Regions from separate parts of the Mus musculus genome. Here region 2 is linked to region 1. Evidence: chromatin contacts called from public Hi-C data. All regions are on one chromosome and are shown on one strand. The core of a region is the stretch at or near the end of the contact, and the rest is flanking DNA. Distances in the headings are between cores, read along the strand shown. Region 1 has its middle 70 kb from the start of Gm39609. Region 2 overlaps Gm39609 (a long non-coding RNA gene).

Region 1 (2,974 bases), core at 224-2,723:
GGTGCCCAAACTGAACCTGGGTCCTCTGGAAGAGCAGCCAGTGTACTTAACTTCTGAGTCATCTCTCAAGTGCTGGTGTTTCTTTTTAAATGTAAATGTCTATTTCTTACTGCCAAGTAGCAAAAAGCCTTCAGACAGCTGAATAGATCCTTTTAAACACCAGAGACTTCAGGTTTTCATTTACTTTTTCCAGTAGTTCTCATCTCCTTCCAATAAATTACACTTTTGTATTTCAGTTAGCTGAAGTAATTTCCTATTATATAGGACCATAGAATCATAATTAATGCATCAGTGTATTGAAACTGAACCAGCTGTCTGAACAGAAGGGACTGACTGAAGTTAGAGTTCTTTGAGGTAAAACAAAGAATTCAAAATCCACAACACTTTGTCCAGCACTATTCAGAGCAGGCTACATTGCTCCTGGGAAGTTACTCCATCTGGTGACTACTACAAAGGTATTCTCTACTGTCTTTGGGCCAAGGACAATACTTCAGGATTCATTGTGGCCTAAAAGCTTTCAAAAAAAAAAACAAAACAAAACAAAAACAATAACAAAAACAAAAAAACCCCAAAGATACCTAAAACCATTCAATTATGCATATTGATGGGGTGCCATGTAATGCCCTGGCACATGTATACACTGTATAATGCTTAGTTCAGGTATTATATGTGTATAATATATATATATATATATATAGTTCAGGTATTATATGTATATTATATATTATATATATAATATATAACATATACATATATATAATGTATATATATATATATATACACACACATATATATATTTCCTCAAATATTTGTCATTTTTTTTTCTGGTGAAAACTTCCAAAATTCTTCCTACTAGTTTTTAAATTATCTGGTATAATATTACCTAGATACAAGATATTCCTGAGATCATGGTCCACTTTTCTCTCTGATTCCACATTTACTAGAAGCAGCTTTATAATAAAAATATCAATTTGGGGGAATTAGGATATTAAGAAGAGAGTAGCCCTAAGGTAGACAGCAGCTGTGTGGCTGAGATGGACAGCAGCTGTGTGGCTGAGGTGGAAAGCAGCTGTGTGCAAGGTGGAAAGCAGCTGTGTGGCTGAGGTGGACAGCAGCAGCTGTGTTTGTGAAGTGGACAGCAGCTGTGTGTCTGAAGTGGACAGCAGCTGTGTGTCTGAGGTTGAGAGCAGCTGTGTGGCTGAGGTAGACAGCATCTGTGTGGTTAAAGGTGGACAGCAGCTGTGTGAATTAGGTAGACAGCAGGTGTGGCTCAGGTGGACAGCAGCTGTGTGGCTCAGGTGGACAGCAGCTGTGTGGCTAAAGGTGGATGGCAGCTGTGTGGGATTAGGTAGACAGCAGGTGTGGCTCAGGTGGACGGCAGCTGTGTGGCTGAGGTATATAGCAACTGTAGCAGTATAGACAGCCCACATCTATGGTTTCAGTATGGCAAGTGTGACAGTGTTCCCTGACAGGGGAGGCTTGTCATATTTTAAAGACTCTCCTAGGTGACCTCATCAAGGTGCCACCACCTTTGAATTTACCAATGTTTCTCTAGATTTCTCTCCTACTCTCTGCTGGAATCATGTTGTAACAATATGAAGTCACCCACTACTTTTGCTATGGCCAAGACCTGCATTCTTTGCAATTATGCAGGTTAGACAATGAACAAAACCTAATTAATTGCAATTAAAGAGTTGTGGCAACATCTACTTTTGTAGAATAAAAGTGTTTGCTAAGCAAACAAATGCATTAAACACTAACTCGACCTGTTGCGTGATGAGGCAAGAGATGGGTTAACTGAAGCAACAGGGTACATGCAGTTGCTGGCCCTCTGCCCTGGCGATCCCTGACCTCTGTCATTCTGCCCATGCTTTCTAAAATTTCTCTAAAGAAAAGACATTGAAATGTAGTGTTGTAGTATTGTAGTCTGACTGCAATAACATTAAATTTTCTCTGATTTATTTATTTTTTTCCAATTTTTATTAGATATTTTTAAGTAAATAATTTGCAAATAAATGTTGATTGTTCTATTGTGATTGGTGCTAGGCTAGTTGCAAAATATCACTGTGTCCTATTGAGATATAAATCCTGAAAGAAGAATGTTTGTGCTAATTATGAACTAAATTTAGAAGTGTTTTTTAATGGTTTTATAATTACTGTTATCAATTTATCATTTTCTTGTCAGTTTGAACAAGAGGTACAGAACCCTAATTTTGTAGTTCTAAGAGTGAACTGGAGTAACCAGCTGAAAACTGATAAATTATTTCCATTATCTAGAAGTGTGTTTATTTTTAAGTTTTAACTTTTTGAGACAGGGTTACTCTGTGTAGCCATGGCTGTCCTGGCTTTGTAGTTCTGGCTGGCCCTAAACTCACAGAGATCTGCCTGCCTCTACCTCCCAAGTAGTGGGATTACAGACATGAGCCACCACTCCTGGCTCCACTATCTAGAAGTTTTATGTTTTACATCTGCTTTGCAGATTTAAACCAGTTTCTGCAGTTGGGATAAATAAAGTATTAGTTATAAAAGTTTTGAGAAACCAGAACCAACTGGTAGTAAATGTTGGTTGTTTTAAGATGTTTTCAGTTCGGCAGGGCTTAATCTTTCAGCTATGGCTCTAATGCTGGCTACGATGCCAGGCAAAACTCAAAGCTATCTTCTTATAGTACTTGATTTTTGCCTCTAGAATTACAGACCTATTTCTGAAAAAAAAATATTTTTTCCTGCCAATGTTATACAGAATACACACAAATTAGGTCCTAACGTTTAGAGTAATATGCTATTCTGATTATGCCTGTACCAAGAGTTTGCGAACTGTAAAGTCTTTGAAAATGCTTCTATGAGTTTTCATCCTACATGCAAGGAATTGCCTAAGAACAGAGCAATGAATTAAAGATGGCACAACTCCCTTGCTTAACATTTCCTATTTTTTGGAGGTTTGTTTTGCAACTTTAATGTTATTAATCTACACAAG
Region 2 (2,974 bases), core at 144-2,643, 65 kb after region 1:
GACATTCAAGATCACAACACTAGTCGCTGTGATAAAATACCCTGAAAAGGCCACTGAGTGAGGAAGGGTTCATCTTAGTTCACAGTTCCATGTTATATGGTGATTGCTACAGGGAAGTCACGGCAGTGAGAACTTAAAATAGTTGATTATGTCATATCCACAACCAAGAGCAGAGAGAAATGGATGCATATATATACTCTCTGCTTATCTTCTCCTTGTTTGTACAACCCAAAGCCTAGAGACAGGAAAGAGTGTCACCCACACACCATTTAGGCTGGGCCTTCACACATCAATCCCCCAATCTGATGGATAGATAGTCCCTCATTAAGACCCCCTTCCCAGGTGATTCTCCATTGCATCCAATTAGTATTTAACCATCACAGGGACACCATATACCTTTGGAGGTGGCTCTCTAAGGCATGAGAGGAGCTATCTGCCATTGGTAATACTCTAAGAAAGACTCTGACCCAAATTTTCCTCTAGCATTGATCCCTGTTTCAGCCACCAAATTAAGTCTCTAACCAAATGAGTCTGAAGACAGCAGGGGCCAAACAAAAGCAATGTTATATAGACTTTCTGAAGAAACTGAGAAGCAAACCTAGAAGTGCTTCGTTTTTACATTTTTCTAAAACCTTTTTTTTTTTTTAATCACTGTTTTTGAAATGTCTAATTTGAAATGTGTGAGTGTGAACATTTGGGGGCTTGAAGTTTTGCCTATAACGGATGTTCCCACTTTCTTTTCTCTCTCTCTCTCCTCTCTCTCTCTCTCTCTCTCTCTCTTTTCTCTGTTGTTGTTGTTTCCTCTTTAGCTGCTGACTTTTTAAAGTTGGTTTTTTTTTTCATTTTTCTTTATTGCACATGCTCACATGCATGACTTTCAATATCAGCTACCTTTCCTTGATCAATCTTCCATTGCTTCTGGAGCTAGGATCTCTCATTGAACCTGTAGCTCTCCCATTTGCCCAGCCAGGCTGGCCAATGAGCTTCAGAAATCCACCTATCTCTACCCAAACCCCAAGGCTGGGGTCACAGGCACTCAGCAGCACACTGGATTAATCTGTTTCTCAAGAATAATTTGGATTCAGCTGTCTATCATGATACATTCAGTACTGTTAACAAATGTGTTTTCATAGGTGGATAATGAACAAAGAAACAATTTAGGGTTTCTTTCTGGGTCTTTGCTAAGAATAAAGTGATTAAGAGTTTAAATCCCAGCTGACACAGGCAGTTCTATATTCAGTCAACACGAATTTGTTCTTTGTTTGATGAGGGAAACTACAGGAAAAGCTTGGAGTACTCTGTTCTTGCCGTTCCTTGTGGTGTTTACACAGCCCCAGAGCCAGAGGCAGCAGGAGTGAGTCAGACAGCAGTCGCCTATCACGTGCTGAGCATTACAGGACAGTCTGACTGGGGACAAGGCTGCTGGAACTCCACCACCTGCTGGACAGACCAGAGGGAACAGCAAAGAAACGACCCAAAACTGCCAGTTGACAGCAACTGGTCCTCTGAGGAAAGGATTTTCACTTCAACCAGGACATTTTTCTCCTTCTTGCGTGAGAAGTATTCCACCACACGTAATCTAGGGGAAGCGGAGAATGGGGCGGTCTTCAGCTACCAACAGCAGCAGAAAACCTCCCATATTTTTCAAGCATGACAGAGGAAAGGTTAGAATGGACTTTAACCAGTAGGTCCCTGGTGCCTGCCAATGCTCTGCAAATATAACCCACACACACTGCCAATATTAATTCAGCAACAGTTTTTTTGAGTAGCTGATCCCTGTGGCAGCTGTGAACTGGGGCAGCCGCCAAGAGTACTGGAATTACCTGAGAGACATCCCAGAAGCCCAGGGAACAGTGCAAGGGTGGAGGTGGGCAAGCCCATTATTTAAAGGCTTAGCAGCTAAATTGGAAGATCTGTGACCCCCCATCCTTAGATTTAAAGGGACAACACAGACTAGCTAGGGATTCTGCTATTTAAAGGTATAAAAAGCCCCAAAACAGATATCCCAGGCTACTCATGGGAACATAACAATGTCATCTTTTAAATATTTTTCTTTCTGCCTGGGATGTGTGGGGCATACAAAGTGGAATCATAAAAATTAAAAAGTTACTCTAATCCCTTAGAATTCATAGCTTTCCCTTATTTTACCCTCCTGTGCCTGGAAATGGGTCTTTAACCTTCTTTACGAATGAAGGCACTGGCTCTTGGGGCTGCTCAAGGCTATCCAGTTAATAAGTGACAGAAATCACAGATCTAGGTCTGACCCTAAGCCAGTAACCTTTCTTGGTGCTTCACTTCCTTCACAGAGATGAGGTGAGTGTCCCTCCCACACTCTCAGCAAAGAGGCCCTGTCTAGATACAGAAATTACCTGCTGTGCCTGTAAGTGACTGCCTTCACTGCTTTTCTACCACAAGACATTGCTCACACTGTCCTCCTTATGCAATGGCTTGCTGTGACTGTGGAGTAGTTTTATTGTTTTGTTTTGATTTTGATTTTTTTTTTTTTCTGTTTGGGATCACACTGGCCAGCTGGCTCATGTTCAGACCAAGCCATCCAACTGTGCTTGACTGAGAGGCTGTAGTCCCCACTCAACAAACACTCTGAGGTTACTGTAGTCACTTAAGCCAAGGTTATCCAGTCAGTCTGTGGGTATTTAATAAGCACCACTACCTTCCTCTGGGCCAGCCTCTTCTCTCCTCCACCATATGTGTGGGGTTTCTCCAAACATGATTCAGATCTAGTCACTCCTCGCCTTAACAGCGCCCCTGCATCTTCGCAGTGAAGATAAGACTTGTCACTCAGGTCTGCCCATGTGGCTCTGGACTAGAAGTAAACTGAGATCCTGAATCAGAGCTCGTTTGTTTTGATAGAGCTTCGAGAGTAAAAACTTCTGCCTGCCTTGTCTGTGCAAATCACGAGAGCCTAGGTCTCCTCCTCGCCCCAAGACAGGGAAGTGTAGGCCTACAGGGCCCT

Evidence for each region. Hi-C and Micro-C count contacts between places; a contact is called where the count stands out from the background.
Region 2: a Hi-C map of liver shows a contact between it and region 1, with 4 times the contacts expected there. The contact joins two enhancer-like sites. A contact is called at or near these places in 2 of 39 promoter capture datasets (both in liver), 8 of 484 Hi-C or Micro-C datasets (liver, stem cell-derived neural progenitor cells and uterus) and 3 of 115 datasets of contacts at active chromatin or transcription factors (embryonic stem cells and liver).

The regions. Positions count from the first base shown.
Region 1 is chr11:22,371,663-22,374,636 of GRCm38.p6, forward strand. No RefSeq gene overlaps it. Among named protein-coding and RNA genes, the nearest start is that of Gm39609, 70 kb to the right of the region's middle. Within about 2 kb of position 1,474, at least 14 of the 459 cell types and tissues checked have an H3K27ac peak or open chromatin away from gene starts, as enhancers often do. A contact at or near this core is called in liver and stem cell-derived neural progenitor cells, where this site is marked.
Region 2 is chr11:22,436,313-22,439,286 of GRCm38.p6, forward strand. All of the region lies in intron 2 of Gm39609 (a long non-coding RNA gene), which reads right to left. Among named protein-coding and RNA genes, the nearest start is that of Gm39609, 5.5 kb to the right of the region's middle. Within about 2 kb of position 1,394, at least 152 of the 459 cell types and tissues checked have an H3K27ac peak or open chromatin away from gene starts, as enhancers often do. A contact at or near this core is called in liver and stem cell-derived neural progenitor cells, where this site is marked.